4 separate regions of the Mus musculus genome follow, and all the other regions are linked to region 4. A link is a contact called in public ChIA-PET, HiChIP or PLAC-seq and promoter capture Hi-C data. All regions are on one chromosome and are shown on one strand. The core of a region is the stretch at or near the end of the contact, and the rest is flanking DNA. Distances in the headings are between cores, read along the strand shown.

Region 1 (4,357 bases), core at 833-3,332, 160 kb before region 4:
AAGCCCTGCTTGTCTTTGAGGTGGCTCCATCAGATGAGATGGTATAGACCAGTACTTACACTAGTTGTCTTTGAGGTGGCTCCATCAGATGAGATGGTATAGACCAGTACTTACACTGGTTGTCTTTGAGGTGGCTCCATCAGATGAGATGGTATAGACCAGTACTTACACTGGTTGTCTTTGAGGTGGCTCCATCAGTTGAGATGGTATAGACCAGTACTTACACTGGTTGTCTTTGAGGTGGCTCCATCAGATGAGATGGTATAGACCAGTACTTACACTGGTTGTCTTTGAGGTGGCTCCATCAGATGAGATGGTATAGACCAGTACTTACACTGGTTGTCTTTGAGGTGGCTCCATCAGATGAGATGGTATAGACCAGTACTTACACTGGCTGAGCTTGTGCAGTATGACATTGTGGATCACCTGCTTCCCCATTTGAAAAGGGAGAATAACGAAACCTGCCACTGTGGCATGGTCGGCTCCTGGTCCACAGTCAATGGAGTCAGAGTCCTAAAGGTGCAACTAGACCTCCCTTTAGTCTAGTGGCCCTCAGCCCTCCTAAGGCAGCAAGCCTTTAATACAGTTCCTCATGTTGTGGTGACTCCAATCATAAAGTTATTTCAGTACTACTTCATAACTATAATTTTGCTACTGTTTTGTTTTTGAATTGTAATATAAATAATCTAATATGCAAGATATCTGATAATGCAACCCCCAAAGGGGTCACGACCCACAGGTTGAGAACAACTGCTCTCACCTGTTTAGAGGATGTTTGTCTAGTAGATCCAGCCCTCAGGGTACTGGAATATCTCCTCTGAGGATGGGTCCCAGTGTAGAAAGGCTTTTGTCAGCTTGGTGCTAGGTCTCATTCCAGAGCCGCCTTTATTCTGAGCTTTACAGGCAGATACCAGTAGAGACTTGGGCTCCATCAGTTCCTTGGTACTAGCTAAAATATAAAGTTGGTTTGTTCGTTCGTTCTTTCTTTTTTTCTTCCTTCCTTCGTCTTCCTCTTCCTCTAAGCCTTCTGATAGGGTTGACACCCATGATAGATGGTAGGGTGAACAGCAGGGCCCTCGCTGCACTGTTAGAGGTCCTTTGAGGATCTTGCAGCTTTCCTTCACTTTCCTGCTTTTGGCTGAACTGCAAGTGGTACCAAATTAGATAGGTGTTTTGGGATGGAGGTGGGGCTAATACCTAGTTGGCTCAGCACTTCTGCTCTGGAAACAGCTCTGAGCCCAGTACCAGGACTAAACCTGCTCTGCATAAGAGCAGAGAATATGGACTATGGGTACTTCCTCCTCCTGGGGTCACATTGTTACTGAGCCACAGGTTGCCCTGCAGGCCTGTACTCCTAGAATATGGGTTGTGTGCAGATGCACCTGGATTTGACACTTACATTAGGAGGGGTCACTCTCAGTAGTTTTTCCCCTGTGCGTTTTTTGTTGTTATTTGTTTGTTTGTTCTTAATGTATATGGGTGCTTTGCCTGTAAGTATATCTGTGCATCATGTGCGTGCCTGGTACATGTAGAGCCGAAAGAGAGAATCAGATCCCTGGAAATGGAATTACTGATGACTCTAGGCTGCTGTGTGGGTGCTGTGAACCAAGTCCAGGCTCTCCGAAAGAGCAGTCAGTGCTCCTCATTGCTGAGCATCTCTCCAGCCTGCTGCTTTTTTTTTTTAAGATGTATGTATGTATGTATGTATGTATATGAGTACACGGTAGCTGTACAGATGGTTTTGAACCTTCATGTGGTTGTTGGGGATTGAATTTTATTTTAGGTTCTCAACTTGCTCCAGTCAACCCGACTTGCTCCAGTCAGCCCTGTTCACTCAGTCCCTGCTTGTTCCAGCCCAAAGAGTCATTTATTATTATACATAAATACACTGTGCACCAGAAGAGGGAGTCAGATCTCATTATAGATGGTTGTGAGCCACCATGTGGTTGCTAGGAATTGAACTATGGACCTCTGGAAGAGCAGTCAGTGCTCTTACCCACTGAGCCATCTTGCCAGCCCTCCAGCCTGCTTCTTAGCTTTCACAGTGATGCTTTTCTGCTGTGGTTGCTGTGTATGGAGGATGTGGTTCTTATGTAGACACATAGGCACAGTCACATGTCTCCTTTCCTCAAAGTGAGGGCAGCTTCTCCTAGAACTGGTAGCTATTGAAAAGAAGTCCCTGTTGTAAAGTTGGCCCTGGTAAAGAAGAATCTTCCCCTTTAGCCCTTCTCCCTGTCCCCTTCTCCAGAGTAACCCGAGCTGAGCTGGGAAGAACTCCCAGGCCACTGAGGAAGAAAGGCTCCTCTGAGAAAGCTCTCCCATGCTTGCTGTCCTCTGCACCAGCGTGTCTTTGGTGTCTTTCCTGCTTCTCTCTTGCACGGTGTCACGCGAGCGTGTTGGAGGGTAGTAAAAGCACCTCTGGGTTTCCCTGGCTGCTTCTGCCTTTGCCATCTCCTGGGGTGATCAGAGAGTTCCGCACGCCAGTTTTAAGGTGTGGTGGGCTGAACTGATGGTGTATAGGAGGGGCAGCATTAGCTCTGCTTCCATAGTGTCTGCCGACTGTCTGTCAGGCTGTAGTATCTGCCGGACTCTCTGTCAAGCTGTAGTGTCTGCCGTCCATCCTTCAGGTCAGCAATGTTGGTAGCTGTTGCTTTTCTCACTACCCTAGGTTTGACTCCTGGGCGGGAATGGCTCTGGCCCGGGCCAGCCGAATTCAGGACAAGCTGAACTCAAATGAGCTGAAGAGTGATGGGCCCATCTGGAAACATGCCACACCTGTTCTCAACTGCTTCCGGAGGGCCCTTGAGATTGACAGCTCTAATTTGTCCTTGTGGATTGAGTATGGTACCATGTCCTATGCCTTACACTCTTTCGCATCCCGTCAGCTGAAGCAGTGGAGAAGTGAGCTGCCCCCGGAGCTTGTGCAGCAGGTGAGGAGGGTGCTACAGAGGGCCTGCCATTGTCTGTCTAAATAGGCTGGCCTAGGTCCCTGCTGCTCTTTGTTCTGACACACCAGCTCTCTGGGACATGTGAACTGTTTTCCTGCAGGAATGTTGTTGTTTCTTGGTCGTTGGGCACCTAGTCCATTGACAACAATTTCAGAGGTAGACTCTTATGACCTGCCTGACTGGTCATCAGTTTGAACGGAGTTGAGTAGTGAAGAAGGGATAAGACCATCTGAAGTAGGCACCGATTCCCTGTTTCCAGAGAAGGACGTGGGGGCCGCGGTAATATGCTTGGCCTGGCATTAGGGTTTTCAGTTGCCATGTGTGGTGTTCCTCTCGGCAGGATGCAGGTCTGACCTACAGCTCTGCTCTGTAGAGCATCACTGGTTCCTTCAGATGCAAGTGAAGGGATCGCTCCGACATGCTTTCGGATTTCTTAGCAGCAGGTGGAGGCTGCTAGAGATCAGACCTGGTGAGCACAGACTGCTGTAGAGCTACATCCCCACACCATGCAGGCCAGCGGGGCAGTAAGAGGTTGGAGCTCAGGAAGATCTCTGAGGAAGAAGGTTGAAGGAGCTGACCAGTCAGGTAGATAGTACTTGGTTTCAGGTTTTGCACTGATCATCTGTGATGAAAACCCCAGGCAAGATGATGGCACTGCCGACACTGTTGACACTGCTGGGTGGCTGGAAGAGACCCTCTGCACTCGCCACTGCCCTCCTCTGAAGCGTTGTTGCCTTGATGGGGAGCTGACAGTGTGCTGAGGTCCCTACTGCCTCTAGGACCCTGCAGAGTAAGACACTGGCCTGCAGAGCCTCTGAACTTGGCAGATGATACTGCAAAAGCTGAGGAAGAATGCAGCAGTAGACTTCTCCACTAGAGGTTGCCAGTTTTATATCTGAGCTGCATCCTTAACAGTCTGCCCTGAACACAAGGCTACTGTTTGAGAACCTCGGCTCCGAGAGAGTCATGAAGTGAACCCACTTAATGAGGACTGAGTTACTGTAATCAATAGTGAATAAAAGATGTCATTGGGCCTTATGAAAAAATTAGTCGTGAAAATGCCTCCTGAATCTTGTGTCACTAGAACTTGACAGTTCAAGAATGTGCTCTTCTTTGTGAGCAGAGCTGAAGTTGACTCTTGGAGAGCTCAGCTTTCTGTCGGTTGTAGGATTCTGTAACACACACCTTTCACCTTTGCAGCATGCATTTTAGAAAGCTACGTTTCCAAAGCTACTTGGGAGCGACCTCCCTTGCCCTGGGACTCTCTGAATCCTCTGTGCCTTTCAGGGGTATTCTCTTGGCAGGTAATGGTCAGCTGTGCTCACTGTGAGTTCTGGAGCATAAAGGCTCAGAGTTTGCACACTTGAGGGGCAGCACGACCCTGGGCTTCCCTGCTGTTGTGTGAGGCC
Region 2 (4,276 bases), core at 1,705-4,204, 190 kb before region 4:
ATTGATGAATGTTAGAAGTCATGCTCCACCTTTTAAGACTGATCTCTCACTGAAGGTTGACTTATTAGTAGCTGCACTGGCTGGCCTGAGAGCTCCAGGGTCGTCTTGTCTCTGCTCCTAGTTCTAGGCTTACAGATACATGCTGAGGATCTGAATGCAGGTCCCAGCCCTTAGGCTTTGATCAGGACTCTCTTGGTTGTAATAATGTTTATGGAAAGGTGTGTGTGTGTGTGTGCGCGCATATCTGTATGTATGTATGTATACGTGCCATAGAAAAGATGTGGAGCTTAGAACACAACCTTGGATGTTGGTCCTTGCCCTTCACCCACCTTTTTAAAAATTAAAACAATTATTGTGGCTAGAAAGATGCTTCAGTGGTTAAGAACATTGGCTACTCTTCCAAAAGTCCCAGATTAGATCCCCAGCACTCGAACGTTTCAGCTTACAACTGTCTGTAACTCCAGTCTCAGGGGGTCTGACCCCTTCTTCTAGCCTCTGTAGACCAGAAGCACACATGTAGCACACATACACACATACAGGCAAAACATCCATACACATAATATAAATATGAATGTAAAATATTATTGTGTGTGCATGATGCGTGCTTGTGGAGGTAAGGGTGTACTTTTGGGAATTCCATTTCTGTGGGTTCCAGGGATTTAACTTGGGCTGTAAGGCATGACAATGACAAGTAACTTCACCTGCTTAGCCATTTCTTCATTCCAATTTATTTTATTTGATTTTTCTAAACTTTAATTTTTGTGTGTGTGTTTGTGTGCGTGTGCTTGTGTATGTGTGTGTGGTGTGGTAGTTTGAATAAGTATGGCCCCCATAGACTTCTGTTTGAATGCTTGGCTCATAGGGAGTGTCACTCTTAGGTGTGGCCTTGTTGGAGGAAGTGTGTCACTGTGGGGCAAGCTTTGGGGTCTTGTGTGCTTAAGTTGTGTCCACTAATACAGTCCCTTCTGCTGCATGTGGATCAAAATGAATTTTTTTTCTTTTTTAAGATTTATTTATTTTTTTATATTTAAGTACACTGTAGCTGTTTCAGACATCCCAGAAGAGGGCGCCAGATCTTGTTACAGATGGCTGTGAGCCACCATGTGGTTGCTGGGATTGAACTCAGGACCTTGAAGAACAGTCAGTAACCTTAACTGCTGAGCCATCTTTCCAGCCCCAAAAATGAATTCTTGGCTCCTTCTCCAGCACCTTGTTTGCCTGCCCTTCCATGCTTCTCACAATGATGATAATGGTCTGAAACCTCTGAAAACTGTAAGCCAGCCCCAATTAAATGTTTGCCTTTATAAGAGTTGCCATGACCCGGGCGTGGTGGTGCACGCCTTTAATCCCAGCACTCGGGAGGCAGAGGCAGAGGCAGAGGCAGGTGGATTTCTGAGTTCGAGGCCAGCCTGGTCTACAGAGTGAGTTCCAGGACAGCCAGGACTATACAGAGAAACCCTGTCTCGAAAAACCAAAAATAAATAAATAAATAAATAAAAGATAAAAAAGAGTTGCCATGGTCGAGGTATCTCTTCACGATAATGCAACCCAGACTAAGACAGATGGGTACATACATGCCACAGTACACATGCAGGGGTCAGAGGACAGCTGTGTGGAGGTTGTTTCCTTTTCCATATTTATGTGGGATCTAGGGATTGCCCTGGGGTTGTTAAAGCTTGCACCTTTTCAGGCTGAGTCATCTTTCTCACCCTTTGCTCTGTTTTGAAATGAAGGTCTTTTGCTGCTGTGCTTATTAGGCTGGCTGGCTGTGAGTCCTCAGGTTCTGTCCGTCTTGTTACCGGAGCACTGGGGTCAGACCTGAGGTTTCTGATTTTTAGTTATGCATATGGATATGCGTGCATGTGCAAATGGGTGCAGGTGCCCCTGGAGGCCAGAAGAGGGCGTCAGAGCTTCTGGAGCTAGAGTTACAGGTGGTTGTGAGTTGCCTGACATGGGAACCGAGCTGTGTCCTCTACAGCAGCTGAGTACTCTAGCACCGAACTCTCGGGTCCCAGCCCGGTTCTCTCTCAACACTGTTACAAAATTCAGGGTTAGTTTTGGAGGGTATAAATAGTACTCTAGCCACAGAACTCTCCAGTCACCCCTTCTTTGTTTTGAGCACACTGTGTAAAAAACAGACGTGAAAGTTTGTTGTTGTTTTCATAAAATCTCAAACGTTCGATTTTGCCAATAAACTCTCCAGACAGGTGCTAGGGTGAAAGCCTGCTAGCCCAGAGAGGCAGAGAAAGCACCCAGCCTACCTTCCTCCACAGCTGATGTCCCAAAGAGAGAAACAAGTTCTCCTCCACCCTGGCTCAAAATCTCTCAAACTGAATGTCCCTCCCTTCTACTTCCCGTGTGTCTTTCTCTCTGTCCTCCTGACTTTCTCTCTGGTTTTCCTATATTCACTCCCTGTCATCTGGTTGCTTGCTCTTCCTCTTGATCACTGGTTGACTTTATTTAATCATGTTTACAGAAGTCAGAAAGCTCTTGGATTAAGAGTGTGCTAGGGCTGAGCCACACCATAACTATAAACAGGTTTTTCCAGTGAATAACAGAATCTCAGGGTTTACAGTGTGATCAAATATCCTGCAACAACAAATGTTTTTCTTTTATAATGCCAAAGACAATAATAATAAAATAATGATAATAGCAATAATTTCACAAGTTATGGCAGTTTCAGTGACACCAGTTTGGCAGGTGCTCCCACTTTCCTTGATAACCCTGGCTGAGGTGAACACAGATTGTTTTTTCTCATGCTAGTTACTAATATTAATTTTAGGGTACACATTATGAATTACACAGTGACCCTTTTGCTATGGTGACTGTCTCCATACAGGAGCATGCCTCTGGCAAAGGATCGCTTTCCTTCGCTCCTCTCCAGAGGAGAGAGGCTACAAACGCCTGGAGCAGAGCCCCAGTTCCTGCTTTATGCATGTGACATGTCCAGGTTGTTAGGAAATGACCGTGGTTTTAGCCGTGTGCAACTTGGGCGTTGGCTGCTTCACCTCCCTCTCTCAGCCTACAGGCAGAAAGCCAGGTTTCCAGGAGGTTGCTCCTCCTGTAGGAAGCAGAACCCAAAGTACCCTGAATCCAGGTGAGTGGGAAAAGCATCCAAAGGAGCACGCTCATAGGACGGACACATACATACCCACACACGCACACGCACGCACACACACGCGCGTGCGCGCACTTCATGGTTGCTGTCAAGGGTTAAGAGGCCACAGCAGAGTTTAAGAGGTTTCCTGAGAAGTAAAGAAGTTGATAAAACACAAATAGTCCACCTCTGTGGAAGCTGTTGTGAGTCAGACTGCTGCTGTCCTGGGTTTGAGAGCGAAGCTGCAGAGGGAGTGGGGAAAGGGCAGTACTGGGTCTGGGTGATCAAACGGAAACATGGACAGAAAGTCCAGACAAACAGGAGAGCAGGTTCTCAGTAGCTGGGACACAGATGAACTGAAGCTCCTGGCAAAGTTGGGAGTGGCCTGCCGGGCACACCAGGTGGTCAGGTGATGCGTTGGTAGGGGCTTTGCCAGTGCAGTGCTTGGTAGGTGCCAATCTTTTCCCTTAGTGTGGTGTGTCTGCTATATTCTTGGGCCTAGCTTTCCTGGTAAAACTTTACTATGCCCATGTGCTCCTACAGTCCCTAGGTCACCCCATACATTTATAGGGTGGCAACCTTTCTACTCTGTTATCTGTCTGTTATGTGGGCTGTGCTAGACAGATGTGTGGTTCCCATGTCCACCATGAATAGCCATCCTCCATTCTCAAAGTGGGAGTCAAAGCTGCTTATAAAACGGAGTCTCTGAGGGCCAGGCACAGCTTTAAAAAACCCGTATTTTATACCATGTAGACCAACTTGGAGCAGGGCACTCAGCCCTATGCCAGTGTTCTCCTTACCTGCTGATCTATTGTCTCTATTCCAGATGTGTCACATAACTGGATGCAGACAGTATTGACTGTTTTGCACATGACATCGTTTATTTAGCTTGGTTTTAAAGGTTCCTTCATGTTGCAGCATACATTATTTGTTATGAATGGACATTGTTTCTTTACAGATTTTCCCCATTTTATTTATCAGTTTTTAGCTATTGTGTGACCCCACCTTTAGCTCTTGAATACTGCTGCTGTGTCCATTTATAACCAAGTTTTGGTGTGGACATGTTTTCCTCTGAGTAGATGCATAGGAGTGGAGTTCCGGATCATATGCTAATTCTGTCTGAGATTTTGAGAAAGTGCCAATATGTTTTCCTTAGGGGCTGTTTCATATTTCCAGGAG
Region 3 (3,926 bases), core at 41-2,540, 210 kb before region 4:
GTCCCCACCTGGCTTGTGCTGTAACATCAGTTCTTATCTGACTTCTGGAGAGAGCTCCAGGAAAATACTTGGGAGAAACGTATCTGGCCATATTCCTTTTCTTTGAAACTTTACAAACCATTGAACCTTCCCCCATCCTCCAAGCCATATTTGTATATACATGTATATACACATATACATATAATTGATATCTGGTACCACGTGACCCTCTGTGCTCCTCAACCCTGGTGCCTCCCTTCCTCAGTTTTGGCATGCAGGATCTATGATCTCTCAGTTGAATACATGCAAGAGACGGGGATTGACTAGTGAAAGACCTTTGTCCTCTGCGTCTTTGCTTCCTGCCATAGGTGGGGTGCAGGGCTGGTTCCTTTGTGGGAGTGGAAGTTGCTTGGTATGTCCTGACTTTCCAAATTCTTGTCCCAAGCATTCTAACCCTGACTGCTGCCTTCTACCTGTCTCCGGCTCCAAACTGTCAAGCTACTTAATCTTGTGCCATAAGACGTCTTTTATGTGCCTTACCTAATAAATACATTGTTAACAGAAGAGTAATGGTTTTGCTTCTGGATCCTTTAGTATGCACACTTTCCTATGTGTAATTGGACAGATTGCTTTTTTCGGTTTGTGTGTGTGTGACAGTTTCTCTGTGTAGCTCTGGCTGTCCTGGAACTCAGTCTGTAGACCAGGCTGGCCTAGAACTCAAGAGATCTGCCTACCTCTGCCTCCAGAGTTCTGGTTTTAAAGGCTTGCACCACAACCACCCGGCCAGATTGGTTTGTTTTAAGTAGTTCTACCACTCTCTAATGGACAATGATTTATCCCTGACAGAAGAGTTTACAAACTCAGGTATCTTAGGGACCAGAGAGAGATGCCCTTGTCCTAGGGTCTTGCCTAAGCACACCTCACGTGCTATTTGGTCTCAAGATTGTTCAAAAGAAGTGCGGTTCCCGTACTGAGTTTGAAATGATCACAATCATTTAAGAAACTTTAAGCCTTTAAGTCTCCTATAGAAATGTATGCCTTGTGGGCAACTAGCTGGGACGCTCAGAGGGAAAAACAGAGCCACCTGCCGACTGGGAGGGCCAAAGGTAGTGAACCTGGGACCAGTAATTTGGAGCCGGCACACGTGACAGCGGAAGAGGCGTATCTCTGATAGCCAATCTAGAAGGGCCGAGTCTGCCTGGCCAATGAGAAACAGAGCTGTGCTCTCCCTCCCCGGCCCCGCCTCCCTGGCCCCGCCTCCTCCCCGCCCCTCCCCGCGCTCCTTTTCTGGAACCTCTACTGGCTCCCACAGCTCACCCGGTGCAGTTACCGTTTGGCGATCCCACTCTTCTCCCGCTAACATGCCATTCGTTGAGTTGGAAACAAACTTGCCGGCTAGCCGCATACCCGCGGGGCTGGAGAACCGGCTGTGTGCGGCCACAGCCACCATCCTGGACAAACCCGAAGACGTGAGTGAGGGTCGGCGAGAACTTGTGGGCTAGGGTCGGACCTCCCAATGACCCGTTCCCATCCCCAGGGACCCCACTCCCCTGGTAACCTCTGACCTTCCGTGTCCTATCCTCCCTTCCTAGATCCCTTCCTGGTTGTCTTTCCCAGGCGTGACCCTGACGTGACTGACTCCCAAGGATCCTGGGCAGTGTCCCAGACCCGGAGCCCTCGGACCCCCACGTTAAGAATTTGGCGCGCCCCCTTCTGAACACCAGCCATGCCCTGCCCAAGCTTCAGGATTTAACTTTTGTGTTCCTTGCAGCGCGTGAGCGTTACGATACGACCTGGCATGACCCTGTTGATGAACAAATCCACAGAGCCTTGTGCTCACCTTCTGGTCTCTTCCATCGGGGTTGTGGGCACCGCGGAGCAGAACCGCACTCACAGCGCCAGCTTCTTCAAGTTCCTCACCGAGGAGCTGTCCCTGGACCAGGACCGGTATGCAGGGCCAGTGAGGGAACGTATTTGTGCGTCTGGAGTCAGGACTCAGTCTCTCTGTATGAGGTTGGGGGGGGGGGGGGTGTCACTATTTGCTGGTTCCAGAAAGCACTCAGTGTCCTTGTCCACGAAGGTGGACTCCTCAGGCACTGGAATGGTGGGTCTGTGATCAGAATGTTAGCAAGATTTCAATTCCTTCGACTCTCTACAGCCCCGAGAAAGGATGGTTTGGGAAGCCCCAGTGTAGTCTTGTGTGTACTGAGAATCTACTTAGGCACCCTCTTAACCACTGTGATAGTGGCCTCCTCACCGTCACTGAACCAGGGGGTCTGGTTTTTTAAGGGAGAACTTTTCCAGGCTGGTCCGAGGGAATCTGGTTGTGTCCTGAGGCAGATAACCTTTGAACTAGATAAGGCTCCGGGAGAGTTGCTGGATGATAAAAAGACCTCCCCCACAAGGTGACCCTCCCCTCCCCCCTCCCCATCCTTACATTCTGAGGCAGAGTTAGAGTCTCATATTCCTGAGGCTGGAGCGGGCCTGTGAAGAACTACGGAGATAAGTTTGAAAGAGCCTTCCAAAATGGAGTCCTAGTGGGCTCAGGAAAGTTGGTAATGGCTGCTTTTGTTGGATGCTCAAATGCTGTCCTTTAGTTGAGGGGACAATACTTCTTAACGGTAATGCTCGTGCACACAGCACAGGGCAGATTTGGTAGCTTCCTGACATAGATAACTGTATTGGGCCAGTTTTACAGATGGAAACCTGAGGGTGTCAGCCCTGTGCACAACCACCCTGGTGCCAGACGATCGCCAGGGACTTCCTCTGAGTCCTGTGATTGAGCAATTGCTGATTCCCACAGATTTGAATCAGATTTGAACCTGCGCCTCACTTAGAGCTGGGCTTTGGTTCAAAACTAAGTGCCTGGTACCCTGGGCACGCCTTTAGGAGCATGCAGTTAGTTAGAAGCAGGGGGACTGTTTGTTAGCCCGTAAGCAGCCTAACATGCTCACCTGAGCACAGAGCACAGGTATTGAAGCCATTGCGTTAAGTCTGCACTGGGACCGGTATAGCCATCACCTTTCTTCTGACTTGTCTTTGGTGCAAGGATCATTAGCTGGGGTGGGCAGATTGGCAAAATATCCTGCAGGCTGATATGGGCTGGCCTGTCTGGCAGGGACCTTAACAAATGAGGGGTGTATGCAGGAGTTGACATCTCTCCTTCTTCCTCCTAAAGGATCGTTATCCGCTTCTTCCCCTTGGAGGCTTGGCAGATCGGAAAGAAAGGAACTGTCATGACATTTCTGTGACGGAAACAAAGAACCCAGGGTGTTTGCTCGAACCGGGCCAGAGCCCTTCCAGAGAGGCCCTCCCGGCAGAATCGTGGCCTGGTAGATAGGATGGTAAATCCCTCTTTTGCCTAAACGTCTGCGACTTCAGTGGTCCATTTTTCTCTTCCCCAGCCTCGTGAATAATTGAAAGAGAGCAAATAAATGAAGAGAATATCATTCAAACATGACTTCTTTGCTTCTGTAACCCCCTCTCTGGCATCCTTGAAACCCTAGAGTTGGGATTTGTTCATGAGGGCAAAGGAGTGGGATGTCGCCTGTTTGTGGGGCTGCCGTGTGATGGGAGATGGCTCAGCGGTTAAGAGCGCTGACTCCTTTTCCAGATTTCAATTCCCAGCAACCACATGGTGGCTCACAACCACCTGTAATAGGTTCTGATGTCCTGATCTCTTCTGGTGTGTCTGAAGACAGTTACAGTGTACTCATATACATAAAATAAATAAATCTTAAAAAAAAGGAAGGAAGGAATAGATAGATAAATAAATAAATAAATAAATAAATAAATAAATCTGGGGCAGAGGGTTCATCCTGGAAGGCCTGCTTTCTACAGCCATGTGTAGATCACTGGGGTCATGAGAGCAACTGGTCTAGCCTGGGGTAAAGAGTTGGCCTGGGTTATCAGTGTTGACTGCTGAGCTTGGCCTGGAGAGTAAGGAC
Region 4 (4,374 bases), core at 1,198-3,697:
GTTTCAGGAGGTCTGATGCTCTATTCTGTCTGTCCTCCGGGGGCACCAGGCACACAAGCAGGCTACCGGCACACATACAAGCGGAAACACCACACACAGAAAATAAAAAACACACAGTGCTTTTGGCGGGGTGGGGAGGCCAGGGCCTAGAGAGGGAGCAGATGTTATGATGGGAGCCAGAGGAAAGGGTCAGAACTAGAGCTGAGACCAAACTGAGGTAGGAAGAAACCTGTAAGCTTAGAGGCTGGAGCTGGAGACTTCCTGAAGAGGCAGCTTCGGACAAGTCATGGGTGGTGTGGAGGAGGTCTCTTGACTTCCCTTGGCCTCACCCTTGAACTCTTAAGGTGTCAGGGCTGGAAAAGCCTACGTGCCTAGACCTTGAAAGTTCGGCTAGTCTGGACTTTGAGAACCCTGTGAGGCTGGTGAATATATCACCATGCTGGGTAACCCATTAACCCCGGCTTGCTCATTAAGACCCTTGCGGGTGTCTCTTTGCTCCTTGGTTTGCTCTGGGGAACTGGGCAGAGGGCAGCTGTGAGAAGGGGTGTTGGTGTGGACACTGGCCCAGCGGGGGCTCTCTGTGTGTTTAATTTCTGCAAGAGCTTTTGCTGGACAGTGTGGCCTAGGGCGGGGCTACACCACCTGCTCCTTTCATCTTAAGGTCACTCCTCTTTTAGGAGTTCATGCCCTGGGGGGACCTTGGCCAGGCAGGAGACTTAGGAACACATTTAGGGGGTGGCTTGGGGAATTACTCCAGCTCCCCTGCAGAGAAGTGGGTTCACAGTGGTCCCCAAGGCACTTCCTGTTTCAAAGGGCTTATCTTCCCGCACTCCATCTTAGAAAACCCGGTCCTAGTAAAGCCAGACTTGAGCTGTCAGTACCGGAAACCAAATGCTGGAGGGTTGCAGCTTAGTGGGTTGGGGAGGGGTTCAGCCAACCACTTCCTGAAACTCTCTTCGTACAGTCCAACCACACCCCATGGTAGTACTGACTTACCTGAATGTCAGGAAGCTCTGGGCAGGGCTTGAACCCCCAGTGGGTAAGGTTCACAGCTGAGGTCGATAGTCTAAACCTCAGAAGTCAGTTCAAGTAATTGAGATGGGTGGGTCCTTCCCTCCCCACACTCCGGTTCTCTTGGGACAGGATCTCCCTCCCCACCCTGAAAGCCAGCAACCCTGAGACTCCCCTGGTAAACTGGTGGGATGAAACTGACTTCAAATCCAAAGTCACAACAGCTTAATGAACGTGAGGATCACAGATTCTCAACCTTCCCTCTGATTTTCCAACACCCTAGAAAAGTCCACCCTTGGGGGGAGTTCTTCATCTCTAAAAGCAGCTGGCAAGTTCTCCCCTAGCGTCGAGCCCCAGCTTGTGACTCCTTCGGCTCATTTTGGATGGGTCTGGTCTCAGACCCTTCTAATCATCCCAGGCCACAGATCACAGATGCAGGGGACACCCATGCCCTGTGACTACCTGCATAGAGTGCCTGACCACACATAGACCACAATGACCAGACAGAAGAATCCGTAAATGGGCCACTGTTACCCAACGGTGTTGAGGAAGTACTCTCTGAATGACCACACCACAGCAAGGTCAGATTTTCTGCCTTCTGCCCCCCCCCCCCGCAAGCCTGGCTTTTTGGTGCTGCCCGTTCACCCCATCCCAGTACTCGCCTTTGGTGTGAGTGGAGCCTGTACTTAGCCAAGCGCGTGGGCCTCCGGGATGGTCAGCTTGTTAATTCCTGGGAGCATTCAGCATCTGGTGAGTGAAGTCCAACTCCAGAATTCATCAGCAGAATAACAGAAATGTGCACCCCATAGCTCCCGGTTTCATGCCTGACCTCCCTGAGAGCTGGGGACCTGGGAAACCTTCCCTTTCTGGCCTTGGTTTCCTCTCCAGAGAGGATCAAGGGAGCTTGAGGACTGGATGAAACAGACAGACTTCAGAAGGCTCCAGAGCTCTTCAAAGCCTCAGTGTTAGCCTGGCTCTGACTCCCAGCTCTGCAGTCACTTCTGCCCCCCTTCCTGCCCGCCCCCCTTCTCAGGTGGCATTTATTGTATCACCTGGTAATTATCTGTGCTGTCTGGCATCTCTAGGGGGGGCTGGGAGGGAAGCCCTGTCTTACCCATGTCCTGGTCTCCTCACTCCCGCCCCTACCATCACATGCCACAGTCTGCAGGAAAGCCAACTAACTCACTTGTGTCTCACAGCCTCCTGGACCACAAGGCAAGCAAGCACACCTGTCCACCCACAACCTCCCTGCGACTTAATTGGTACCTAAACCGCCCAACAATTTCCCTACACTCCGTCCTCAGCTTACCCAGAGCTCCCTTCCTCTTTACATCTTCCATGCTGAGCTATATCACATTGCACATAGAGTCCAAGTCTGAGCCACCCGCTGTGTCAGATGCCCAAGGTCAACAAGTCCTAACCTGAGCTAAGCAACTACCTTCCACAAACCTCTACCAGCCACAGAAGCCAGAGTCCAGCCCTTCAGAAGCCACCCCCTGCCTCTTCACTGGTCCCTTCCAATTGGTGTTATCTGTGACCTCCTCCAAGCCACACCTAGTACCCTCCCCCACCACTCCTATCACCTGGTGACGCTTGCTCACCAGTGGTTTGCAAGGCTGCTGTTACCTTAATGGAACATTTTCCTCTCCCGCTGGAAAACCCTTCAAAGGCCCCCATTTGCCCTGCAGAGAAATTCTTGCCTTGCTGGTGCCTGCCCCTGCCCTTTCTCTGCCCTCAATGCTCCTGCCAGGACATTTTACAGGCTAAAGTCGTCTTCCTTCAGACTCCGCTAACTTATGACACCTCCCAAAATCTTTCTTGGCTCCCAATTCTGAGGAAGTCTAGGCTGCATGCACAGTGCCCAGTCCTGAATGGATCGATGCTGAGGAGTGAATGGTTAGGCTCACTGTAAAGTAAGAAAGAGGGGCTAGGTGTGGCCCAAAGGTAGAACGATCGCCAAGCATGCCAAAGATCCTGGACTCAAATATCAGCACTGATAGGAGAAGAAAAATGTCACAGAAGATTAATCACGTTAAAGAATAAAGGCGCACTTATGCAACACTATGCTATGCCAGTCTCTAATCCTATAATGCCATCGCCATTTTACAGACAAGGAAACCGAGGGTTTCAGAGGCTTCTGTGGTGTCTTGTTTTTTTTTCCCCCTTCCACCAAGTTCATGCCCACTAGGGAGAGCTCAGAGTGTGACCTTATTTAGAAACAGAGTCTTCACAAGGTAATTAGTTCGGATGAGATCATACTGGATTAGGGTAGGCCCTAAATACAGTAATTAGTGGTCTTACAAGATGGCCGGTTGGGTAGTCGCACAGGGAAGACAGCCATGTGGAGTAGGAAGCTGAGGTCAGCGCGACACAAGTACAAGCCAAACAGCCTCAAGGATTGCCAGGAAGCTCAGAAGGAGGGGAGGCAAGGAAGGATATGGCCCCATAGTCCTGGGGGCAGTGGGGGAGAGGTGGGGAGCACGGCTCTGCTTACATTAGATTTCAGGCTCCCAATAACCGGGACTTGCTGTTTTAAGCCATTGAACTTGGGGCGCCAGGTTGAAACCATCACAGGACCCTACTTTGTCTATGGCTACACACTCGGCCAAGAGCAACACAGGGAACGGAAAGCCTCTTGCCGCCTTTCCTTCTGGGGAAACTCCGTCTGCAGGCAGAAGACCCATTCCTGACAGAGTAAGCTCAGGGAAATGGTCTCCACGGAGGATCTATCTGCCTCCTTCCTCCCAGAGAAGGTTTCAAAACCATTCGGTGGCTGGGCGTGGCAGGTCAAATCTACTTTGGAAGTAGATAGAGGAAGATCAGGAGTTCAAGGTCATTACCAGCTAAGTAACTGAAACCAGCCTAGGCTATGTGAGACTATCCCAAACAAACAAACAAACAAACAAACAAGGAACAACAAACAACAGAGACTGAGTCCTAGTCACGATTACCAGGAAGCTGGAGATGACCTGATTACAGATGACCTGGCCGAATTAACAGCCTTGAGTTGGTTTGAGTTTGGGCTTTCTGACTGTGTGAAAGAGACCAATGGTGGAGCTGGTTCAGTTCCATACCCTTCTGTATGTAGCCTTCCACCATACTTGCCAGGCACTCATATCTTGGCTTCCTCTCCACGCCTGATGGGTTACCTCACGAGTAGTGAAGGTCTCAGAACAACTGAGCTATAACTGCTGCCCATAACTTATCCACAAACAGTTCCCACGTGGGGCCTTATATGTCCCCACCAAGACCTGAAGTCTGAGGACATCCTCCCTCTCATACTCCCTGCCTCCCATGTATATAGTATTCTGCTTACATGCATGCAGAAGAGGGCATCAGATCCCAATACAGAGGGTTATGAGC

Evidence for each region. Promoter capture Hi-C pulls out the DNA fragments that hold promoters and counts their contacts. ChIA-PET counts read pairs in DNA pulled down with a chosen protein or histone mark. HiChIP or PLAC-seq counts read pairs in DNA pulled down with a chosen protein or histone mark.
Region 1: a contact with region 4 is called in an RNA polymerase II ChIA-PET map of effector CD8 T cells, with 18 read pairs. The contact joins the enhancer-like site here to the promoter of Ggt1 in region 4. A contact is called at or near these places in 4 of 39 promoter capture datasets (3T3-L1-derived adipocytes, the C10 cell line, the HPC-7 cell line and 2 more), 4 of 115 datasets of contacts at active chromatin or transcription factors (effector CD8 T cells, embryonic forebrain and embryonic stem cells) and 5 of 9 other capture datasets (adipose tissue, embryonic stem cells, liver and 2 more).
Region 2: a promoter capture Hi-C map of neutrophils shows a contact between it and region 4, with 2.4 times the contacts expected there. The contact joins the enhancer-like site here to the promoter of Ggt1 in region 4. A contact is called at or near these places in 5 of 39 promoter capture datasets (the C10 cell line, the HPC-7 cell line, Sertoli cells and 2 more), 1 of 484 Hi-C or Micro-C datasets (embryonic stem cells), 5 of 115 datasets of contacts at active chromatin or transcription factors (bone marrow-derived macrophages, effector CD8 T cells and embryonic stem cells) and 4 of 9 other capture datasets (adipose tissue, liver, macrophages and 1 more).
Region 3: a contact with region 4 is called in an H3K27ac HiChIP or PLAC-seq map of embryonic stem cells, with 3 times the contacts expected there. The contact joins the promoter of Ddt here to the promoter of Ggt1 in region 4. A contact is called at or near these places in 8 of 39 promoter capture datasets (the C10 cell line, the HPC-7 cell line, cranial neural crest and 5 more), 3 of 484 Hi-C or Micro-C datasets (the G1E-ER4 cell line, embryonic stem cells and forebrain), 6 of 115 datasets of contacts at active chromatin or transcription factors (bone marrow-derived macrophages, effector CD8 T cells, embryonic stem cells and 1 more) and 4 of 9 other capture datasets (adipose tissue, liver, macrophages and 1 more).

What each region holds. Positions count from the first base shown.
Region 1 is chr10:75,719,851-75,724,207 of GRCm38.p6, reverse strand. It overlaps Cabin1 (calcineurin binding protein 1), which reads left to right. Exons shown (of 37, transcript NM_172549.3): 23 at 2,669-2,930. Among named protein-coding and RNA genes, the nearest start is that of Gm40696, 25 kb to the right of the region's middle. Within about 2 kb of position 2,082, at least 8 of the 459 cell types and tissues checked have an H3K27ac peak or open chromatin away from gene starts, as enhancers often do. A contact at or near this core is called in effector CD8 T cells, where this site is marked.
Region 2 is chr10:75,755,614-75,759,889 of GRCm38.p6, reverse strand. All of the region lies in intron 1 of Cabin1 (calcineurin binding protein 1), which reads left to right. Among named protein-coding and RNA genes, the nearest start is that of Cabin1, 6.6 kb to the left of the region's middle. Within about 2 kb of position 2,954, at least 9 of the 459 cell types and tissues checked have an H3K27ac peak or open chromatin away from gene starts, as enhancers often do. A contact at or near this core is called in neutrophils, where this site is marked.
Region 3 is chr10:75,770,738-75,774,663 of GRCm38.p6, reverse strand. It overlaps Ddt (D-dopachrome tautomerase), which reads left to right and starts at 1,290. Exons shown (of 3, transcript NM_010027.1): 1 at 1,290-1,448; 2 at 1,751-1,926; 3 at 3,158-3,431. The coding sequence starts at 1,341. The coding sequence ends at 3,230. Gstt3 (glutathione S-transferase, theta 3) reads left to right here. Exons shown (of 5, transcript NM_133994.3): 5 at 1-542.
Region 4 is chr10:75,562,205-75,566,578 of GRCm38.p6, reverse strand. Ggt1 (gamma-glutamyltransferase 1) reads right to left here and starts at 2,447. Exons shown (of 15, transcript NM_001379537.1): 1 at 2,321-2,447; 2 at 1,674-1,758.